Regions from separate parts of the Mus musculus genome. Here regions 1, 2 and 4 are each linked to region 3. A link is a contact called in public HiChIP or PLAC-seq data. All regions are on one chromosome and are shown on one strand. Each heading gives the region's core, a stretch centred on a gene start, on an enhancer-like site or on the middle of the called end of the contact. The rest is flanking DNA. Distances are from core to core; before and after follow the strand shown.

Evidence for each region. HiChIP or PLAC-seq counts read pairs in DNA pulled down with a chosen protein or histone mark.
Region 1: an H3K4me3 HiChIP or PLAC-seq map of bone marrow-derived macrophages shows a contact between it and region 3, with 3 times the contacts expected there. The contact joins the enhancer-like site here to the promoter of Cdc42bpb in region 3. A contact is called at or near these places in 3 of 39 promoter capture datasets (embryonic stem cells, hematopoietic stem and progenitor cells and stem cell-derived epiblast-like cells), 7 of 115 datasets of contacts at active chromatin or transcription factors (bone marrow-derived macrophages, embryonic stem cells, microglia and 1 more) and 3 of 9 other capture datasets (adipose tissue, liver and pancreatic islet).
Region 2: an H3K4me3 HiChIP or PLAC-seq map of embryonic stem cells shows a contact between it and region 3, with 38 read pairs. The contact joins the promoter of Amn here to the promoter of Cdc42bpb in region 3. A contact is called at or near these places in 7 of 39 promoter capture datasets (the HPC-7 cell line, HPC-7-derived erythroid cells, the SN4741 cell line and 4 more), 6 of 484 Hi-C or Micro-C datasets (B cells, cerebral cortex, embryonic stem cells and 2 more), 5 of 115 datasets of contacts at active chromatin or transcription factors (bone marrow-derived macrophages, embryonic stem cells and forebrain) and 3 of 9 other capture datasets (adipose tissue, liver and pancreatic islet).
Region 4: a contact with region 3 is called in an H3K4me3 HiChIP or PLAC-seq map of bone marrow-derived macrophages, with 2.4 times the contacts expected there. The contact joins the enhancer-like site here to the promoter of Cdc42bpb in region 3. A contact is called at or near these places in 5 of 115 datasets of contacts at active chromatin or transcription factors (bone marrow-derived macrophages, embryonic stem cells and intestinal villus epithelium) and 3 of 9 other capture datasets (adipose tissue, liver and pancreatic islet).

What each region holds. Positions count from the first base shown.
Region 1 is chr12:111,468,292-111,470,991 of GRCm38.p6, reverse strand. No RefSeq gene overlaps it. Among named protein-coding and RNA genes, the nearest start is that of Gm266, 16 kb to the left of the region's middle. Within about 2 kb of position 1,296, at least 16 of the 459 cell types and tissues checked have an H3K27ac peak or open chromatin away from gene starts, as enhancers often do. A contact at or near this core is called in bone marrow-derived macrophages and trophoblast stem cells, where this site is marked.
Region 2 is chr12:111,269,775-111,272,474 of GRCm38.p6, reverse strand. Amn (amnionless) reads right to left here and starts at 1,379. Exons shown (of 12, transcript NM_033603.3): 1 at 1,311-1,379; 2 at 660-778; 3 at 533-577. The coding sequence starts at 1,353. It overlaps Gm51960 (a long non-coding RNA gene), which reads left to right. Exons shown (of 3, transcript XR_003950150.1): 2 at 450-655; 3 at 1,260-2,700.
Region 3 is chr12:111,376,451-111,379,150 of GRCm38.p6, reverse strand. Cdc42bpb (CDC42 binding protein kinase beta) reads left to right here and starts at 1,433. Exons shown (of 37, transcript NM_183016.2): 1 at 1,433-2,054. The coding sequence starts at 1,880.
Region 4 is chr12:111,308,050-111,310,749 of GRCm38.p6, reverse strand. Cdc42bpb (CDC42 binding protein kinase beta) reads left to right here. Exons shown (of 37, transcript NM_183016.2): 22 at 2,553-2,642. Among named protein-coding and RNA genes, the nearest start is that of A230087F16Rik, 25 kb to the right of the region's middle. Within about 2 kb of position 1,284, at least 10 of the 459 cell types and tissues checked have an H3K27ac peak or open chromatin away from gene starts, as enhancers often do. A contact at or near this core is called in bone marrow-derived macrophages, where this site is marked.

The sequences.
Region 1 (2,700 bases), core at 47-2,546, 92 kb before region 3:
GTTAGAAGTAGATATTCCTTTTGCAGAGGACCTGAATTTGATTCTCAGCACTATGGCTAAAAACCAGCTGTAACTCCAGCTTTGTAACACTCCCTTCTTCTGGCCTCTTTGGGCACCCACATTCACGTACATTTTGCCGACACATAAATAAAACAATATTTAAAGGTAGAAATGGCGCATTAGTGGACCATAAGATCACTTCATCTAGCCTTCTCTACATGTGCATGGAGTCTCTGCAGAAGAAAGGAGAGGGGATGGATAAAACATTACAAGCAGAATGGCTGAGTCAGCCCAAATTAAAAAAAAAAAAAAAGAAGAAGAAGAACACTGTTAGAAATGTAAGATTGGAAATGAAACCCGGGTATGGGGAAATAAAGAAAACCAGCTCACATGCAAAGCCAGATACAGAAATGCTCAGATGTGCATGGATGGAGAGACCGCCCTTCCAGCACAGCAGCCAAACAAGAACTCTGGAAGGACCGCAGAAGACAAGACACCAGGATGTGCCCCAGGTCTGCCGAAAGAGCAAGGCAAGAATGATAAGTCACAGGGGTGGAGGGCTTGCATGATTCTGTGAGACCACGTGGTGGCTGTCATCTGCCATCCCAGCACTCAGAGATGGAGGCAGGAGAATTGCCATGAGTTCAAGTTCAGCTGGAAGAGTTTCAGCCTTGCCTGGCAACAAAATGAGATATTATCTTAAAAATCGAATTTTGATAATCCCAGTACTTGGGAGACAAGCTTTTAAAGCTAGTGTAGTCTCCCTGAGAGCCTCTGTCAGAACACTTCAAAACAAAACAAAACAAACAAACAAAACCCAACCAACCAACAAACAGCAAAAATAACCAATGCTCCCAGCAGGTTAGGCATTGCATTCTTCACAACAACTTAAACTTACAGTTAAAATGCACTATATTCTCATTAAATATTTGGAGATGCACACGGAGCAGTGGTAACATATGCCTTTAATCCCAGCACTTGGGAGACAGAGGCAGGCAGATCTCTGAATTAGAGGCTAGACTGGTCTGTACAGTGAGTTCCAAGACATTGGGCTACACAGAGAAACTCTATCTCCAAAAACAACAACAAAATCATAAAAATAAAAAAGAGATAGTTAGATCTGTTGGCTTACTCTTATAATCCAAGCACTCAGGAGAGTTCATTAGCAAAAAGTGGGTGAGGTCTAGGCTTCACATACACCTAACTTACCCCTCAGCTGCCTGCAGTCCTGATGGGTACCCAGAGCCTGGGAGGAACATACCTGGGAGAGGACTTGAGTCCACCACTAGGGGGCGAAACCAGCTCAATGAACGAACAGTTGCGCCTGTACGTGGTTTTCTCCTCTGGTAGCTGCTTTCCAGGGGCTGCAACTCCGGGGAGCCTCCTGCAGCTTTGGGATCAAGACCTAACTTCCTTTTCCTCAAAGGACCCCGGGACTTTCGGAGACTCTAGATGAGTTTCTGCAGCCCACGGTATCCAGGGTCATTCTTGAGGCACTGAGTGCCCCCCACCCCACCAGTGCAGATCCTGGACCCACTGCCTTACAAAGGATCTTGGATCCCAGAAACCTGTCTGGGGGCCAACAATCTGAGACACAGTCTCTTAAACAGAAGGAACCTAGACACATGTTGTCAAGACAACATCCAGAAGGAGCCCCAGAGTTTAATAGCAGAGGGTTGATGGATCTGCCATCAGCCATCAAGGACTCTGCTTCGTCACCCTACTCTTCCAAAAGCAATATTTACAGATTTTCTTCTAACAGCGAAGAAAACACGATTGAACTGCTTTGGTGACTCCATGCATAACACAGCTTCTGCTCTGTCCTGGGCTTGGTCCCTTTTTCCCAGAGCAAATCGGGAGGGGATGGCCCCGAACTGACCACCTTCCTGTTGGCTACTTTCCTGGGTAAGATGGGGCCCCTCTCCTCCGGTTCGCTTTCTTCCTTCTGCCTGATGCCCCATATCTTTTAGGATCAGAAAGATCCCATTGGTTTACAACCGGCAACAACAACAAAAAGTTTGTATATTTATTTAGGTGTGTGTGTGTGTGTGTGTGTGTGTGTGTGTATTCACACACACGCCGAGGTCTGAGGGTTCTCTCCTTCTACCATGTGGGTTCCTAGGATCAAATTCAGATTGTCCGTTTGGGCAGGGAAGTGATCTTACTCACTGAGCCTGTCACTGGCCCTTGTTTTGTTTTTAAATCAGTCTAGAAATCCTCAGGACAGCACAGTCCTTACCAAAGGACTCTGGAACCATCCTTAGATCCCGCTCTTCCAAATGACACCTCTGTGTGGAATGGCTGAAGTAAACTCACAGCTTTTCCTCTGGATTCAAGGGCCACAGGCTCCTGTCCAGTGGTCCCTTCCTCTCCAGCCCTGAAGGTTAGTGGGGGAGGCCGAATCCTTGTGAAGGCCCCAAGGGCTCAGGCACACCTTGGGGCTCTGGAGCAGAGCTTGCCAGGGAGTGGAGTTAAGAGTCATGAACACCAGAGGGCAAGGAGGACACACAAGCCAGTCATGAAACCTTTGGCTTGAAGTTCTGGACTCTGACTAAGCCTGGGAATTGGCCCTCGGGCCTAGGTCTCTGACGACCATCCTGCCCCTGGAGTCCTTCCTTCAGGCTGCTCTGCCCTAGCCACAGGCAAACTGCAGGTTCCCCCAGAGTGTGACAGTGGAATTTTCCTGGCAGATGCAGGCAT
Region 2 (2,700 bases), core at 130-2,629, 110 kb after region 3:
CACGCCTTTAATCCCAGCACTTGGGAGGCAGAGGCAGGCGGATTTCTGAGTTCGAGGCCAGCCTGGTCTACGGAGTGAGTTTCAGGACAGCCAGAGCTACACAGAGAAACACAGTCTAGAAAAACCAAAAGAAAAGGAATTAAGGAAGAAAGGAAGAGAGAGAGAGAGTTCATTCTTAGCTCCAACCACAGGGTCTGAACTAGGGTCTCGGGACCATCAGCCTTTATTTATAAAGCACATAGCCTTAGCATGAGGGGAGGCAGGGGCTGTTTAACCTCTTGCTCCTCACCCTCCGGCTAGCTGGGCCACTGGTAGCTTGTTAACATGGCCTCCAGGAAGGGAAGGGCAGGCACGTTTCCCAGAGCCCACCCTGCACTTAGATACTGTGGGGGAGGGGACAGTGGAGCTGGACTGGGAGACCCCACGTACTCTCTGATGTCCTTTCCCAGAGATTGTCTCTACCCAGAGGCTCCATGGCGGCGCACGACCCAGGGCCAGCCATGCCCGCTGAGGCCACAGCCCCGAGCCTTACCATATCCGAGATGGCGTGACTGTCTCGTACCAGGACCGACACCATCTGCAGCAAGAGGTGGCGTTAGGCGCGAGGCTGACCGACCTCCCCACCTCCAGTTCATCCCCTCAACCCCCCACCAAGGTACCTTGTCCGCCGGGAACTGAACCGCATCTCCCGCGCACGGGGTCCGGTTCTGGTTCCAGTTGGAGGCAGTATCGAAGGAGGTATTGGGGACCCAAAGTTTGTAGGCGGCCCGAGTCATTGCTAAAGAAAGGAAGGCTGAGTGTCGCCTTCTGGGAAGGCGACTTTCCAAAGAGGCGCGGCAGAGGTGCACACAGCGCAAGGCGGTCAGGCCCCACCGCGGCGTTCTCAGGCGCACTCTTAGCTGATCTACAGAACCCGCGCAAACATGCCCTTCTCCTCCCTCGGAACGTCGTCTCTATTCACAGCACTCTGACTGCCCGGGGGGGGGGGGGTCGGAGGGGAATCGGCCCTTAGGAAAGAGCTCTGGCGGGAAGCTCACTGGGGCAGAGAGGGGTCCCAGAGCCCGGAGTTGGCGACCCTGTCCCGATTGTGCACAGAGGAGGCGCCAGGGGCTGGGAGGTCCACGGGAATAGGCTGCGGTTTCTCCACTTCCTGGGCTTTGGAAACTTTACCAACCCACGCCAGAGGACCGGGAAATTGAGGCAGGCTGCCAACGCCACCTCCATATCCCAACCTCTCCTGCGATCGCGACCCTTCCTAGAGAAACCTCAGCCTCAATCAAGGTCCAGACCCAGGGGGACACGGGGCCTACCACAGAGCTGCAGCCACAGCAGGACCCGGCCCAGAGCACCCATCTCTCCGCCGAGGCTCTCACAGATGCGGACTTCGCTCCGAGGGCCCCACGTGACCGGGCGGGGCTGAGGGACAGGGGGCGCCCAGATGTTACACATTTACCTTGGGATCGCCCAGCTGTCTCCTGAGGGCCCTTGGAGGAATCTTCTCAGCGGCTTTAGCATCTGCCCTTTAGGACCCAGGACCCTGGGTACCCAATAAGAGGGTGTCGTCCTGACTTTCCCGGTGACACGGTGTGGAGGTGGCCAAGAACCCTGGAACTCAGCCATCTTTGCCCATCTTCTCCAGGCCTGAAGTCTTAGCCTGGGTGTGTGCTCTGCAGGGATTGTGTGGGTTGCAGAACAGACCGGAAGGGATGTCAAAGGCGCGTGAAGGTCCTGGAAGAGAACAAAGAGAGCTAAGGCAGAGAGTGACGTGCCTGGGTAGGCTGGCCATGAAGGCAGGTTAGAGGTGACAGGCAGGGTGCACGATGAATGGAGAATCACCAGTGAGAGAAATGACGGGTGGGCCAGTCACCAAACGGTGGTGGCAGTGGCTTGAGGAGGGCTTCTGTGAGTACATCATTGACAGTGGCACCTGGTGTTGGATGTTAAATTCCTGATAGCAATGGGGATGACAGTGGCTGGAGAGTGACTGGGCTAATGGTAGAGGGTGGCTCACTGATAGCTGTGGATGAGTGGGTAGGGGACAGTGGGTGGTGGCTGGGTGGGAGTGATGGCAGCTGTAGACATGACTAGGTTGTGTGTGTGGGGGGGAAGAGTGGACCGGAAGGGATGTCTGGTGGATGGCAGACTGAGGATGCTGGGAAAGTGGGGTGAAGATGCTGGTGGGGTCCATCTGCAAGGAGTGTTGGCTGAGGTAACAGGAAGGTCGAGGAGAGGTAACAGATTTTATGTGGGATGAGTGGAAACAGACAGTAGATGAGGCGGGTCCCTTGGCAGGGCCGGAAAGAGGATGGAGATCGGGCAAACGGGGTAATGAGAGGCTACCCCAGGCAAGAAGCTTCCCAGCCCAGAGGTCAACATGTCACTCGGGAGTTGTCTCTTGTCATCCAGCCCCGCCCAGTCACATGTCCCTGTGGGGCAAAAATGGATGCCTGAAGAAGATACCAGGGAGGAGTGTGGGTGAACTGTGGGCAGATGAGGTTTGGTTGGTGGGTTGCATGGTGTGACTTCACAGCCAGCTTAGCAGGTTCACCCCAGACACACCTCTGGCTGTGGCTGTGAAGGTCTCTCCAGACACTGATCGGGCCAGACCTGCACTGACTGTGGAAAGTCTTCCTCTCTGCTTCCTGAGCCATACCACAGCGCGATGTGTATGACATACCAGTATGACCAGCCGCCTCATGC
Region 3 (2,700 bases), core at 184-2,683:
CTGAGATTAAAGGCATGTGCCACCACGCAAGTATACTCACTGTTTCAAGTTCAAAGGAAGCTTACAGAGTACACCTGGGTCTGATCTGTCCCAGGGGTGGACGGCGTCCTAAAAGGCAGTGCGGAAACAGATCTGGGATGAGCAGACGCACTGAAGGCAGTTGGGTTGGGCACCTCAGACTGGTACCGGGGTGCAAGGGCAAAGTCCTAATTTGGAGGGATTAAATAGTCCAGCAGCATGCAATCAGAGAAGGGACTCAGAGTTGTCCGTTGGGAGTGGCTGGAAGTGTGACAGGGCCAGCCAAAGAAGACACTCTCGTGGGCAAGCTTACGGGACAAAGAAAAAGCAAGAGGGCTGTCAAGGAAAAAAAAATGCAGTTGGCTGCTCAGACTTTAGTTTTGGGTAGGATGATTCTCTTGGGCTTTAATTTTTAAGTTTAAACAACTGGGCATCACACACATGCAGTAACTCGTGAATATACTTTATATGTGTATAGATTCCTTCACAATAATAAAGATCTGACAAGGGTTCGCTCTATCCAACCTACAATACCGGGCTATTTTGCCTGCGTCTTAAAAACTAAGTTAGATACACACACATACTGACGCGCGTGAATTTTGAGGGCAGTTTGGAGGCTTATGTGTGTGCTTCGTAACCCCAACCAAGTCATACATCATTCCCAGCAGGCAGGGACTCTTCAGTCGCTTCCTGCTGGAGTCGCCATTCGGCTTTCCACCCTGCGCTTTGCCTCAGGCTCCTCTCAGCTTCCGGCTTCCAAACCCCACCTGCCCCGCCTCTGCTGCACCACAAGCCCCCATTCTTTTGAAGCAACCTTGGGGTCCACAAAGGGCTCCTCCTCTGCGGAGGTTGGGGATGTCATAAGGGATGTTTTACATCAACCTTCTGAGCCGTCCAACTGAGTGAAAGCGGCGACTCGCCTGGAGACAACAGTCTACTCCCCACCAGGTCGACACCCTAATAATCAGTCACGGGGTAGACTCTGAACCGATGAGACAGGGCACTGCGCATCCCCAGCGGCGCGTGCCCAGTGGGGAGCGCGCGTCCAGCGGACCCCGGAGCCTCCCGGCAGGTGCCCCGCCCGCGTCTCCCGTGCGCACTGGGACCCAGAGCACTGTCGGTTCACAGCTCAGACGAGCTCAACCGAAACCCAGCAGTAATGACCCGGGGGTCGCGCCGGACAGCTGCCTCGCTAGGCCACGAGGGTCGGTCCCGAGGATCGGGAACAGAGCCGAACTATGGGACCCAGGGCGCACACAGCGCGGCTGGGCGCCCCGCCCGCGCTCCTGTGCGCGTGCGCCACCCGCAATCTCGGTTTCGCACTGGGTACCCCGCCCCACACCGTCCCTACGGCGAACCGCGAGGCCCAAAGAGCGGAGGATCGCCGCGGGCCGAGGGCGGGGCGTCGCGCTGAGGTCAGCGCGGCGGCGATCGGCCCCGCGGTGGTTGGCTGCGCCGCGCTGGCCGCGCCCTGGTTGGCTTGCAGGTCGCGGGCTGGGCGGCTGGCCGGGCTGAGGTCGGGGCTCGGGCGCCGGCCGGGTGTACGCGGTGCTGGGCTCCGCCGCGGTCCGGGTCGGTGACGGCGCGCGCGAGGGCGCGGCCAGGCGCCGAGGGCGGGGACGGCGTGCGGGCGGCGCCTAGGGGAGGAGACCGGCCCATGGACCCGCGGGGCCCGGTGCCCCAGACTCGGTGCCGCCGGGACGGAGCCCAAGATGTCGGCCTAGGCCGGGCTGCGACGACAAGGACTGTGCGGCTACTGGACGCCGGGGTGCGCGGCCGCCGGGCCGGGGAGTGCTGGCTCTGACGCCGGGGCGCACGGACGGAGAGAGGCCGGCGCGTGGGGAGCGGGCCGCGCGGCACCATGTCGGCCAAGGTGCGGCTCAAGAAGCTGGAGCAGCTGCTCCTGGACGGGCCGTGGCGCAACGATAGCGCCCTGAGCGTGGAGACGCTGCTGGACGTGCTGGTGTGCCTTTACACCGAGTGCAGCCACTCGGCGCTGCGCCGCGACAAGTATGTGGCGGAGTTCCTCGAGTGGGGTGAGTAAGGTGCCGCTCGCCCCCCTGCGCCTCTCACTGCTCGCACCCGCGCCGGGCCTCCCTGGTTCTGCGCTCCGGAGCCACATCCTCCGTTTGCACTCCCCCCACTCCCGGCCATCGCCCTGGCCGCTTCCTAGACCCACCCTCCCAGTCTGGATATCATTTCCTGCAGCGCTCCCTGGGATATCCGCCCTGCCCCCGCCCCGGACTAGCCTTTGGGGTCCAGAGTCGAGCCTGGAGCTACCCCTCCTAGCCCTAGACTCTACCGGGTGGGAGGGCAGCCTCTGTGCCTTTTGCACCTCCTCACCACCCGCCCCTGCTCGGTGGGCCTTCCGAAGGCTTCGTTCCACAGCCCAGCCCCTAGGACTCCACCCAGGTGACAGCCTGTCCACCTCCCCTTGATGTCCACGGCTTGAATATCCCTTTCTTTTAGCACGTCCGAGCAGTTTTTAACTGTTAAAGGTTTTATATAAAATACAAGAACCCTCCCCCAACACCCCCAACCCCCGACTCCCTAATTGTAACCGTGTCAGACTGGTGATATTTCGGGGTGTGTGTGACAGCTAGAACTGTCACTTAAAAACTTATACATCTGATCTTGGGTATTCGGTTCATCTAGGGATCTAATGCAGTAATCATAGATCGG
Region 4 (2,700 bases), core at 35-2,534, 68 kb after region 3:
CATGGCGTTAGCGGAGCTTCTGCTAAAGCACCTGATGGTGGTGTTGACCCACCAGCCCAGTCAGAGTGGGGCATACTGAGCGTGCACATACTGAGCGTGCACGCCCTCACCTGGTGTGTGCTCCGCTTGCACACTTGCTTTTTCTCTGCTTGACTCCCTCGCTGACAGCTTCTTAGCTGATAGTGGTTTACAGACAGCAGCGACCCAGGACACCTCACCCTCACTCCCCCCTGGCACTCAGGTTCTTCTCCGTGAACTTCAGTGCCATCCTAAGGCTGTACCAGCAGTGAGTTTCGGCTCAGAGTAGACCTGCCTGTGTCCTGGACAACTGCTCTCCCTGTTCACGATGTACCGGAGGCCACTGGTGGCATTTAATCATCAGGCGCCATCTAAATGGCCTGTCTGTCCCACTTAGGACAAGGGGAATGCCCACACTCTGGGTTTACATCATGTTCCCTGTGCGTGGTGTGCGCGTGGTGTGTGTGTGGTGTATGCGTGGTGTGTGCGAGGTAGGAGGCAGTGTTGGCATTGTCTGAACAGGAGACAAATTCTTTTCTCTTCAGAGTTCACTTTGCAAATGCATCGCTGGGTTGAAGTGGCAAGGGCGTGGCGCCCCCACCCCCAACCCGTTTGTAGGTAGTAGTCACGGGTGACCACGTGGGGATGTTGTAACACTTCCAGGGCACCAGGGGGGCGTTCAAGTCACTCAGCTGTTTGACTTGACTCCACAGCGGTTCTCTGTGTAGCCCTGGCTGTCCTGGAACTCACTCTGTAGACCAGACTGGCCTCAAACTCAGGGATCCACGTGCCTCTGCTGGGGTTAAAAGTGTGACCACCACGCCCAGCAAGTCCTCAGTTCTTAAGCAGATCCATTATAAAAGTAATTTCTCACCTTGGACAAACCTTATCAGGGGGTAAATGGAAGAGCTGGGTGACTGTCACAGCATGGACGAGTTAGACATGGAGGCGGAGCAGCACGCCTCGTTCGCTGTCCAGCATGTTGCCCATGTCTAGACCCTGTTCAACACTGTTCACCTGAGTGTGGATGTGTTTCCTAGGAGAGAGCACCCTCAGCTGCATTGGGGTCCGAGCTCTCCTGGGAGCTCTTTCCCCTGCCAGATTAAACATGCTGCTGAATGCTAGAGCCGGGTCTCCATGGAGCCTCATTGGACTTTCTTGCCAGGGTTTACTGGGTGGGAAATGATCATTTGTGTTCCTCCTGTCTGTTACACCAAGGACTCGCTCTCTTCCTCATCTGCATCTTCTCTGCTAGCCTTGTGGGAGGACGTAAGTGACTGCAGTTCCCCTTCCGCGGGCTGCTCGGAGACAGTGCCCCGCGTGCCCTGACTTCTGAGTCTGCGTCCTTTGATTAACAACTAAGGAAACGGCTTTCATGCCGCTAAAACTGACTCCATTGGCTTGCTCTTCACTTACCAGCTGGATCGCTGACCTGTTTAACTTGCCTTGTGGGTGGTACTCATAACTACTAGCTCTGCTCACTACCTAATTAATGTCCCTGTCCACAGAGGTCCTTTACCAACTCCACCACTGCAGAATGCAGTTGTACCTGTGCTGTGTGTGACCCCTAGTCTCTCCTCCCCTCAGAATGTGGAGTCCTCCTCAGGGTCTGATCCGCAGCTGTCGGAAGGTGTGCACGGTGCTTTTGGATCAAAAGCAGGACACAGTTCAGCTGTAGACTTGTAGGCGCTTCTGCACATTTCCGAGTACTTTTGTGCACTGGGAGTAGCCAAACACTGCACCCACGCAATGTTGTATGAGGGCTACACCCGCAGAGAGGTTCACTCCAGAGAGCCAATCGTGAGGTGCCTGTGAGTGCAGGGATTGTTAGAGGAAGACCCTGTGTTCGCTGAAGTGCCAGCTCTAGCTGTCAGGGCCCTGAGGGAGCGGTAGATTCACGTGATTTCTGGAAGGAGGGAGGGAGGTTAAGCGTCTGGGCCGTCTGAGGACCGCCTGAGGGTGATTTTCCTAGTTGCTTTATTTTTTTTTATATATATATATATTTTTTTTAAAGATTTATTTATTATTATATGTAAGTACACTGTAGCTGTCTTCAGATATACCAGAAGAGGGCATCAGATCTCGTTACGGATGGTTATGAGCCACCATGTGGTTGCTGGGATTTGAACTCTGGACCTTTGGAAGAGCAGTCGGGTGCTCTTACCCACTGAGCCATCTCACCAGCCCTAGTTGCTTTATTTTTAAGAGATAGGTTTTTACTGTGTGGCCTTTGCTGGCCTTTAGAGCTCATTCTTTAGTGCAGGTTGGCCTCAGACTCAGTGCTGATTAGAGGCGCGCACTACGCCTAGGCCCTGGTTCCTAGTTTATAATGGCTGGAGGCGAGACAGCCTATGTTACAGGGTGGCCAGGCACCATCTTCCTATTGACAATAATAGTGACTTGCCAGTCCCTGTAAATGACGGAATACTTGTGAGGAAACAGTTCGTGGTGAGACCTGGGGGCAGGGTACAGGGGACCCCAGGCCCTGACAATATACTATTGTCCAGGAAAAATGACACCTTTTCTTTTTACAGACCAGCTCAGCTAGTGACCAGGAAACACAGGCTTCAAAGATGGACTTGTCCCCATCAGTGTCTGTAGCCACGAGCACAGAGCAGCAGGAGGTAAGACTGCAAGCCCTGTGGGTGCTCTGTGGGCCCTGGGGTCCGCTGTGCAGCTTGT